Linked DNA regions of Sus scrofa: region 1 is linked to region 2. Evidence: chromatin contacts called from public HiChIP or PLAC-seq data. All regions are on one chromosome and are shown on one strand. Each heading gives the region's core, a stretch centred on a gene start, on an enhancer-like site or on the middle of the called end of the contact. The rest is flanking DNA. Distances are from core to core; before and after follow the strand shown.

Region 1 (5,519 bases), core at 1,446-3,945, 520 kb after region 2:
GAAAATATTAAGATTTTCAGGCTAAAAGTAATACAGTCTTTGTCTTCTTTTCCATGTTTATTTTCCAGGAAAATAATCCATATATTACGTAATACCTGACCGATCCATACCTTTCTCAACTAGTCAGTGAAAGAAAGTGAGAGAGAGAGTGAAGTGGGAAAAGAAGGGAAGAGAAGGAAGAAGACCCTCCAGTCTTTGCTACTCTAACTTTAGTTACTTAGCTATCCTGGAAGGAGGCTGGAATGAGGTGTGGGGGCAGCAAACAGAATAATCAACAAGGGCTCAGCTACCTGAGAACCATCTGTTTCAGAAGCCCCCTCCCTGCCTAGAGTTTGGATTGATGGTCACATGGCAGGTGAGTTACTCTCGTTAATAATGTTCTGCAGTCTTTCCATGAGAGTACAGTAGAATGAGCATAGGCTTTTAATCGGACAAACCTGGGATAGCCACTTCTCCGCTGTGTAATGCCAACACCCTAAATCATAGAAGCCTCCAGACTTTTACTAGTCTTAAACCTAACAAAAGAGAAACAAGTGACACTGAAGTTGACAGGTATGAACTTATCATTAAATGGACCTTATTTTTAAAATAAGACAGTATTCCTGAAATATCAAAACCAAGAGCAAAAACCAGATGTTACTATATTTTTTGAATATTTTGTGTTGTACAATATAAATGAATCCCAATAATACGCTATTGTGCGTTGTAACATTCTCTTGTATGTTTGCAGTTCAATGCATCATTTGGTTTAGAGAAAAATTCACTACCAAAGACTTTTGTGGGAACAAAAGTGAAGAAGCTTGATGTGGTAAGCTAATACTAGAAGGTATTACAAAAAGCAAATTATTCCACTTCCTTTGATTCCATAGGCTATTCTTAAAGATCTATATTTGTCCAAAATAGAGGAACTAACCCCCCAGAGTTAAATATGCCAACTTGTGTTTTTGTAGTCTTCAGAAAAAAGCTGGGTGACTACAAGGTGCACCCTTTCTTGTGCAGAGTACACCTTACATAAACTGCCAGCTTGAGGCTAGACAAAGAAAAGACAGACAGCAGTGAACTTGTTTAAAATCTGAAGAGTATATATGTTCACTACTAGTGGCTATTAACAGTGAAAAAGGGCTAAGCATAAATCATGCATTGAAGAATATTAAAATTCTTAAATTACATGACTAGATCTTATAAAAAAAACAATAGAACTATGCTACTCTAATTAAACAATGTTAATTAAAATCTAATCTATGTGTGATGTTATATTATTCTCAGGAGGCTTAAAAGACCATAAAGCTTTCAATAATAGCATGCACTGTCATCAACTTCACTAGTTTTGAGAAGCAGCAGATATTTGCAAAATGAGATGAATCATCTAAGGTGAAGTCTCAGAAAGGTGGGTGCCAGAACTAAGCTTAAGTTCCAAATGATACGCCATCTTCTAAGAATCAGTCACTAGGTATTTATTAAAATTCTACTGTGTGCCTGCTGACAGCTACTCTCATGAAGTAATGCAAATAAATATAACACAAATCTTTTCTCCCCAGTAACTACTACTCTGCTTAAAAGCAGCAAGACTCGTAACTTCAGGTCAGGCCAGTCAGTGTGTCAGAAGTACCCACTGGCCAGGTCAAGACTCTGAAGTTCTCTCTCTCTGTCACCTACCTCTGAGGGAGGCCATATATATATTTTTTTTTCCCCAGCTTTTTAGGGCTGTACCTGTGGCATATGAAGTTCCCAGGCTAGGGGTCGAATCAGAGCTGCAGCTGCTGGCCTACACCACAGCCACAGCAACACAGGATCCAAGCCACATCTGTGACCTACACCACAGCTCACCACAATGCCAGATCCTTAACCCACTGAGCAAGGCCAGGGATCGAACCCACAACCTCATGGTTCCTAGTCAGATTCATTTCTGCTGCACCACGACGGGAACTCCTTTTTTGTTTTTTCGATTTTTTTTGTCTTTTTTGAGCCACACCCAAGACATATGGAGGTACCCAGGCTAGGGGTCGAATCAAAGCTATTGTTGCTGGCCTACGCCACAGCCACAGCCGCATGGGATCTGAGCTGCATCTGCGACATCGAACCTGCACCTTCATGGATACTAGTCAGGTTCATTTCCACTGAGCCACAATGGGAACTCCAGAAGCCATATTTTCTAACATGAGTCTTTCTCCTTTCCTGGACTTTCCCCTCTCCTGGCCCCCCGACTCCTACACCAAAACTAGCCCCTGGGCCAGAAGCTGACTGTGTAACTCCTGGACTGCTACAAAGAGATGACTGGGTTCTTTTTCTTTCTAATCTCAATAGGGAAATATGAAACAACTGTGCTGGCAGTAGTTGGGTCTAAAGAAAGAAGGCCTGGGAGCTACAGTGGGTGGGTGAGGCTGGGGGGCTTGGCCACTGTAGGTTCAAGATAAGGCAGGATAGAGGAGTAGGAAGCCAGTGGAATAGAACCTACAGAAAGAAGAGGGGATACCAGGGAAGTGCTTCAACTTCTTTCTAGTTCCAGACCACATTTATCCAGACACAGGAGTGCAGCTATAAAAAAAGAAGTGGGCTGTAATGATTCAGTAAGGAAAGAAGCTAAGTGTCAAGTGGGAACAGAAGATTAAGAGCAAAGAGCAGGGCCCAATCATGTCACTCTACGACAAGGTTCCTCAGCCTCTGCTCTACTGACATTCTGGACTAATTCTTTGTAGTCCTGTGGATTACAGGATATTTAGCAATATCCCTGGCCTCTACCCACTAGATGTCAGTAGCAACTCCTTCCCAGTTGTGCCAACCAAAAAAAAAAAAACAAAAAAGGCAAAAACAACAACCACCACCACCTTGACTCCTGACATTGCCAGATGTCCCGTGGGGGCAAAACCACCCCTGTTTGAGAGCCACTGCTTTAAGGAGATTGCTGCTGGCAATAGGAAGCCATTTAATGATTTTAAGCACAGGAAGGAATACAGACATGATCAGATTTGCTTTTCAAATGAATGGAGCAATGCAGAGGTAGACTGTAGAGAGGGAGGCAGGCAAGGAGGCAAAAGAACTAGGCCGACTAAAGACTTAGTTTTAGATGAAAAGAAGGTGAACATGTGACCAAAGGCAACAGTAGTGGAGACAGAAAAACAGGGTATGAATGCAGGTTACAACAGAGTTAGAACTCTGGGGCCCATTTAAATAAAGCATTTGAGGGGAAGGGACAGTGGGACAGAATTACTTGTAGGTTTATGACATGGCAATTTAGCTGGCTGTAGTGAGGGCCATTACCTAGGATAGGGAATTTAACAGGAAGACCAAGTTTGTTTGTTTCTTTCCTGGTTTTTGTTTTGTTTTGTTGGCTGCACCCACATGTGGAAGTTCCTGTGCCAGGGAGTGAACTCATACCACAGCAGTAACCTGAGCTGCTATAGTAAAAATGCTGGGTCCTTAACCCAGCGAGCTACCAGGGAACTCCCAGGAAGAGCAAGTTTTAAAATGAGTTTTGTTTTAACATAATAAAAGCTGGAGGTCAGTGTGAGATGTCCAGGTGGTGAGATTAGCAGAGTTAGTGATCAGGAGGCCAACACTTATATTGTGCAAGTTACATGCCAAATCTTGTACAAACATTAGCTCCCTTAGTCTTTACTCCATTCATCGAGATCCCAACTACTGTCATCACCCCATCTTAAGACAGGGAAATGGCTGCATACATAAGTTATTTCTCCCAGATTCCATAGCTAGTCAGTTTTGAAGCTGGGATCCCAAACTCAGACTATGTGCTCTTAACCACTACGCTGTACTACCCGCCTCAGGAAAAAAAGAGAAAGACTGGGGTTATAAATGTAGATTTGGATGGTTTTCAGTATAAAAGTACATAGTAGTTGAGGCCACAGGCATCGAGGTAAATGCCCAAAGGACATGAGAAAAGAGAGAGAAGAAAATAATCTAGAATGAAATAGTGGAGAAAAGTCTAAGTAGCTATCTGTTAATTTAAGCCAAAGGTGAAGGAGGAGCCAGAAGAAGGAGCCAGTGAAGGGTGGGGATGAAAGAGGCAACGGGGAAGCCTCAAGGGCAGGAAATAGGTGATGCTATCTTTGGAACCCACAGCAAATCCCTTGCACATCACCTACTCTATATAAATATTTCAACTGAATTGATAACCCTACAACCTCAAACAATGATATCAAGTATCCATGCTTAGAGTATATTCCAAAAATGTCATAGCTAAGCAAAACCCAAATCAGGTAGGTTTGTGATCTTTCTAGAATATCAAGAGTCTATGGAAGACACAGTGTCATAAACATGAAACAACAGCCTAGACATCATATGAGATCATCCTATACATTTATGTCCAGCTAAAAAGACTTTTTAAAGCTTTATTCACATTCTACTTTCACAGCAATGAAACATGTTACTCTGTTTTGCATTGTGTTGAAGATTGCATGAAATACTGGCTCCTCTAAGTTCTGCAAGCAAATGACAGAAACAAAATTGTGTAGTCTCTTCCTTATGAAGGAGTTAGAAAACGTGTATATGAAAATGAATTACTTCTCTCTTGAAAGAGTCACTAGAGCATCTGGTGCATCTTAAGCTGTACTGCTATAACAAGTCTTCTGTGTATCTAAACAGCTTTTTGCTATGCATTCCTTATTATACTTTACAATTTTTTACTCCAAACACAAACATTTAGTAGAAAATGAGTTTCCACAAGATACAAAAAAGCTGGCCCCCCACTTCCAATTCAAGACAAGCGTTTTCTAAGGGAATAAATCTTGATTTCCAGCCCCCAAATCAAAGTACTTTCCAAACTTAGATGTATGTACAAATCATCTGGGGATCCTGTTAAAATGGAAGCGTCTGATTCAGCAGATCTGGAGCTGGGTCAACACTGCTTGTCGAAGACGCTCACTCCAGGATGATGTGGATGCTCTCCTCCACACTGGCGACTCAAACACGGCACTTGGAATGGAAGTGCCAGCAGTACTTGGAACCTTTTAGAACAGCCCGCCCCTCCATGTGACCAATACTATCTGTGGAAACTGACAACGCGAGACATTTACGTTAAAGTAATGCTTTTAAAGTCCATTTGCAACTCATTCACTGCCATTTCCTTTTTTGCTGGTACAGAAGATGAGACCTTCTTTTCTTTCTGTCCTTCCATTATCCTAAGCTGTGGATCTCATAGGAAAGCCCTCCACAAGAAGGTCCCTGGTGATTTTTTCAGGCCTCTCTCCTATAATCCCTATAAGGTCCACACCATGCCAACTGAATGGAATTGATACTTTCTAAATATAAACCATGCTCTCTCACCACACCCCCTCTTGCATTGTTTTGGTTTGTTTGGTTGATACTTTCCCTAATCAGGCCAATCTCTAGAGTCATTGCTCTCTACTTACCTTGCCTTCGTAATGAGATGTGACCTCGCCATTCTTTGAAACAATGACACACCCTCACCATAGGAGTTTTTCTTTTGTTCTAAAATTTACTTCGTTCAAGTGGTATATGTTAGTCTTCATCTTATCTCAGCTACTGAATTACAAGCTACTTAA
Region 2 (5,423 bases), core at 2,468-4,967:
TGGATTTTCAAGTTTTTAAGTCTCCCGCGGGGGCCAGCAGAAGAATCCAAATGCTTCTGAATGCCCCACCCTGGAGCTACAAACCTCAGGTCATGTTGAAGATGTCAGGCTTGCAAAGAACCTGGGGATGCCAGAGGAAGTATCTCCTGGAGTTCCTTTGTGTGCAACAGGTTAAGGACCCGGCATTGTCACTGCAGCAGCTCGGGTCACTGCTGTGGCACAGGTTCGATCCCTGGCCCAGGAACTTCCATATGCCTCGAGTGCAGCCAAAAAAAAAAAAGCCAGAGGAAGTGTCTCCTGGGCTTTCACTGCACCCAGAGTCCTGACTTGTCACTGCAGCTATTGCTGAGTGAAGCTCTGATGGCACCCCTGGGAGTGTCTCACCAAGCCCCTTGCTCTGTGTCAGGCCCTGGACCAATTGAAACTTTTAACCCTCAGAACCTTAGGCAGTATCTCTTTTATTACTGTTCCCCCATTTTTTGCAAAAACTGAGGCACAGACCAGACCAAGGCACACAGCAAGGAGGCGACAAGGCCCCAACTTGAACCCAGGCCTGGTTGGGTTGGGAATCTGGCTCTTGTCCCTGTGCCAGGGGCCTCTTTTCACCTTTGGAAGCTCGCAGTGCAAGACCCTGCCCATGGGTGTGGACTGAACCACGGCTCAAGATGAGAGGGGCCTGCTGGCCAGTTCATCACTCAGCAGCCCTGAGAGCCACTTTGGTGGTTTTGACCATTACTCAGTTTGAATTGATTTTTATTCTTAGTCAAATATTTAGTTTTTACCCATAATGGACAGTTGGTTAAAGGCAGAAAGCATTAGAGAACACTGATATTAAAAGGCTGGTTCCTGGGCAACATACCAGTGGTAATAACTCTGCATGTTTCCCTCGGGGGCCCTGCCTGGGTCCAGGAGCCCCCTGCATCTGATCAGAATCCTGGTGAGAGACCCCCGAGCCTGGCCTGTGTCCAGCTCAGTTCAGGGGAGGCAGGACCCGCCCCGCTCACGCCCTGCTATTTGGGCAGAAGTGATTGCAAGCGCTTCCTGAAAATTCTCACATCTCGTCATTTAGAAACAAAGCAAGAAAATTACAAAAACAAACCAGTTGATTTTTATTAAACATACAATGTAAGAATTCCAAACAGTGGGCCGCAAAATCAATTTTTGCTTTTGTTTCTTTTTCTGCCTTATATAGTCAAACTTTAGCTTCCCTGAGAGCGGGTATGTGGTGCCAAAGCCACAATGAAATGGTAATATGTCATTTGGAAATTTCTTTGTAGAAAATTATGCTTTTGCTTTCATAAGTCATTTACAATAAATGAAGGAGAAGGGCATCACTTGATAAGTGAGGAGAGGTTAAATTTTGCCTTTATTTATAGGTATTATTAAAGATCAATTAAACATGAACCTTATTATTCAATCTCAACAACATATTGATCTAAAGGCTATGTTTTACATAAAATAATTTCTGGGAGTTCCTGTTGTGGCTCTGCAAGTTAAGAATCCTACTAGTATCCATGGGGTTGTGGGTTCGATCCCTGGCTTCTCTCAGTGGATTAAGGATCCAGCATTGCCATGAGCTGGGGTGTAGGTCACAGATGCGGCTCAGATCTGGCGTGACCATGGCTGTGGCCGACAGCTACAGCTCCAATTCGACCCCTAGCCTGAGAACTTCCACATGCTGTGAGTGCAGCCCTAAAAAAGTACCCCCCCAAATGGCAATAATAATAATAACTTCTTTATCGTATACCATTGAAAAGAACAAAGTTTTTTTGTTTGTTGTTGTTGTTTATTCCTAAGGGTGGTTGCAAGATGATATATTACTGTGAATGGGGTTCTCTGATCTAAAAAAGTGGATCAAGCCTGCAGCCAGTCCACTAATGTTCTTTTCCACTCACTGAGGAGCTAGGTCTCCAGGGAACAGAGTCTTGCTTTGAAAAGTTCCATATGTTGTGCACAAGGGCAAATGGACTTGCTTGTGATGGTGCATGGGGTCCACCCAGGCCTTTGTCCCTGGGGATGTAGGATTTTGGCTACTACCCCTCAGATGGTGCCCAGGTGCTTGAGTTCCATTGAGGAACTTTCTGTATGTCTCAAGGACACAAATGGGTAGTGATCTCTGGGTTCACCCTGGGAGGGGTGACCCTAACTACGATCAGGAGTCTGCAGTTTTACATGCTGCTAAGTGAAGCAGGACCCTCTATGGTCAGTTTTATCATACTTTATTTGATTTGCTTGAGACATAAGGAAGTGGCTTAAGAAAAATTGCCACCAAGACTTTGTTGAGTCTGGGTTTTTTCTAGAATGCCCTCTCTACTTCTTCCCTTCTAACCAGAACCTACTCATTTTTCTAATAAAACCTTTTTGATTTCAACAAAATCTTAGACTCCCAGAAAAGCTGCCGGAAATAGGACAAAGACTCTCCCTATATTCTTCCCCCTGATTCCTCAGCTATTAACATTTTACCACATTTGCTTTATCTTTCTCTCTCTCTCTCACATACATTTTTTTTCTGATCTGAGTGAGAGTGAGTTGCCAAAAGGGTGCCTTTTTACTGCTAAATTCTTCACACTGTGTTTCTTTATAAAGATATTTCTCTTGCATTGCCAGGGTACAAGGATCAAAGTCAAGAAACTAACACTGATACAGTACCGTTCTCAACGCCCCACAGTCCCTACCCATCTCTCTTCAGTGATCCTAGAGCATGGCTTACATTCCGTTGTCACATCCCTTTAGTTCCTTTTAATCTGGGGACAGTCCCAAGTCTTTATATTTTATGACACTGACTTTTTATAAGAATGACTTGTTTTTGTAGACAGTCCCTCATTTGGGTTTCTCTGATATTTTCTCACAATATATAGACTCAAGTTCTGTGGCCTGGGGGCATGTTGTGTTTTTATGGGTTTTTTTCCCTAAGATGGTTTTATTTTATTCATTTAAAAAATTTTGATTATAGTTGATTTACAGTGTTTGGTCAACTTCTGTTGTATAGCAAAGTGACCCAGTTATACGTGTGTGTGTGTGTGTATTCTTTTTCTCACATTATCCTCCATCATGTTCCATCACAAGTGATTAGATATAGTTCTCTGTGCTATCCAGCAGGATCTCATTGCTGATCCACTCCAAAAGCAGTAGTTTGCATCTACTAACCCCAAACTCCTAGTCCATCCCACTCCCTTCCCCTCCCCCCAGCAACCACAAGTCTCTTCTCTATGTCCATGAGTTTGTTTCTTTTCTGTGGAAAGGTTCATTTGTGTGGTGTATTAGATTCCAGATATAAGTGATATCATATGGTAATTGTCTTTCTGACTTACTTCTCTTAGTACGAGAGTCTCTAGTTCCATCCATGTTGCTGCAAATGGCATTATTTTGTTCTTTTTATGGCTGAGCAGTATTCCATTGTGTATATATACCACATCTTCTTAATCCATTCATCTGTCAATGGACATTTAGGTTGTTTCCATGTCTTGGCTCTTGTGAGTAGTGCTGTAGTGAACATACGGGTACATGTATCTTTTTCAAGGAAGGTTTTGTCCAGATATATGCCCAGGATTGCGATTGCTGGATCATGTGGTTGCCTTCTTAGTGACCGTATCAGAACATGCATACTGTTCCTTCATCCCAGGATGGGTAATGTTGACTTTGATTACTTGGTTAGGGCCACGTCTGCCAAGTTTCTCCACTGTAAAATTACAACTTTTCCCTTTGCAATTAAGAAATAGTTTGTGGGGAGAGCCTTTGAGACTATGCCAATATTCTGTTCTTCCTCAAACTTTCACCCATTAGCCTCCACTGACGATTCTTGCTTAAAACAATTATTATCAGGGCAGTTGCCAAATGATTTTCTAATTCCACCATTCCTTCTAAGTTTACTAGTTATTTTTCTTTTTTTTTTTTTTTTTTTTTTTTTTTTGGCTGCCCCAAGGCCTGTGGAGTTCCCAGGCTAGGGATCAGATCCGAGCCATTGTTGTGACCTACACTGCAGTGGTGGCAACGCCAGATCCTTAACCCACTGTGCTGGGCCAGGCAGGGATCAAACCTGCATCCCAGCACTTCAGAGACGCTGCCCATCCTGTTAGGCCACAGCAGGAACTCCTGATTTTTAAACTTAACTACTCCAAGCTTCAGGACTCTGCATTTAGGAGCTAGGAAGAGTAACTTATCATCACCTGTCTGAATGTCCCTGAATATGTTTATACACTGAATCCTGGCTGGTGAGTGTTTAATACAAAGGCTACCAGCGCCTTTGTATTAAAGACTGCACTACAGTCTCCTTGCTCTTGGGAAGATTCTAGCCAGAGAACCCATCTGCTGTGTGTCCATGTCCCGAGACTGCAGGGCCAGGGTTGGGGTCCGTGATGTGTATGAAGCTGCATATTGGACTTGTCAGTTCCACCAGCCCTGGCTGAAAAATGTGGCCCGAGGGAGGCCCTAGTCCAGCTAACTCCATTTTACATTTCCTCTCCTTCCCAGGATGGAAAAAACGACCCTTTAGGGACAGAGCAAACCTGTCAGTAATGAAGTTGTGAGGGAGGAGGCAGTCCCTGGAGGGTGGCTGGGTTGTGATGGCTGATGGAGTAAGGCGGGCCGGTAGCCGGCAGCCAGCAGTGTCCCCCGTCTCCCCCAGAGACTGCCCTGGGCTCCTCCACTTTCCATAATGGAGCCGTCATTCCTTTACCTGGATACCCAGGGCAGAGGGGTGAGGGGGCAAGATTTATCACCCAGCCCTGTGGTCATCATCCCTCTTAGCTCCCCACTCACCTGGTTTCCATTTGTAGGTTCATTTGATGAATAAAACCCCTGAGGGGTAGAAAGATTAGGCAGCAGACTGGGACAAAACCAGAATGTGAACCCAGGTGTGTCCGATTTCCAATCTGTCACCAAATCATGCTGCATCTTCAGGTGGCACTCCTGGGGGGCGGGTGCTGCTAGACCCAGTAGGGCTTTGTGGAGGAGGCGCTGATTGCAAAACGGGCAGGTTAGGGATAGGAGGTCTCCATAGCTAACTTACCTCCAGTGATGGCGAGCTCACCACATTTCCATGCAGCCCCTTCCGTTGTAAAGAGGAAGCGCTCCTGAGGAAGTTCCTCCATTAGTTGAGCTCAGACTGTGTCTCTGGCCTTCCTTCCCCCATCATTCAGAAAGACCCAGCAGTTGGTGACACCTGGGGTTTAGACAACTCTTAGGGGACTTTCCCTCCATTTCTCCTCCTCTTTGTCCTACCTGCTTTACCATAGATAGATGGTGTAAAGGCTTAGTTCGAATGGGCCTCGGAGGTCAGTCAGCCCATGGAGGGAGATAATGTGGGCCAGCTGAGGCCCATTGGCCAGCTGTGGAGGACAAGAATGGCCAGACTCTAGGCTCCGAATAAAGGAGCTCATCGGAGGTAGCCCCTAAGCCTGTGGGAACCCCTTAGGCGGTGTTTC

The links. HiChIP or PLAC-seq counts read pairs in DNA pulled down with a chosen protein or histone mark.
Region 1: a contact with region 2 is called in an H3K27ac HiChIP or PLAC-seq map of alveolar macrophages. The contact joins two enhancer-like sites. A contact is called at or near these places in 1 of 47 Hi-C or Micro-C datasets (embryonic fibroblasts) and 1 of 2 datasets of contacts at active chromatin or transcription factors (alveolar macrophages).

What each region holds. Positions count from the first base shown.
Region 1 is chr1:98,852,261-98,857,779 of Sscrofa11.1, forward strand. The region is part of intron 13 of DYM (dymeclin); the gene reads right to left. Among named protein-coding and RNA genes, the nearest start is that of DYM, 170 kb to the right of the region's middle. Within about 2 kb of position 2,696, at least 4 of the 83 cell types and tissues checked have an H3K27ac peak or open chromatin away from gene starts, as enhancers often do. A contact at or near this core is called in alveolar macrophages, where this site is marked.
Region 2 is chr1:98,335,679-98,341,101 of Sscrofa11.1, forward strand. All of the region lies in intron 7 of CTIF (CBP80/20-dependent translation initiation factor), which reads left to right. Among named protein-coding and RNA genes, the nearest start is that of TRNAD-GUC, 110 kb to the left of the region's middle. Within about 2 kb of position 3,718, at least 2 of the 83 cell types and tissues checked have an H3K27ac peak or open chromatin away from gene starts, as enhancers often do. A contact at or near this core is called in alveolar macrophages, where this site is marked.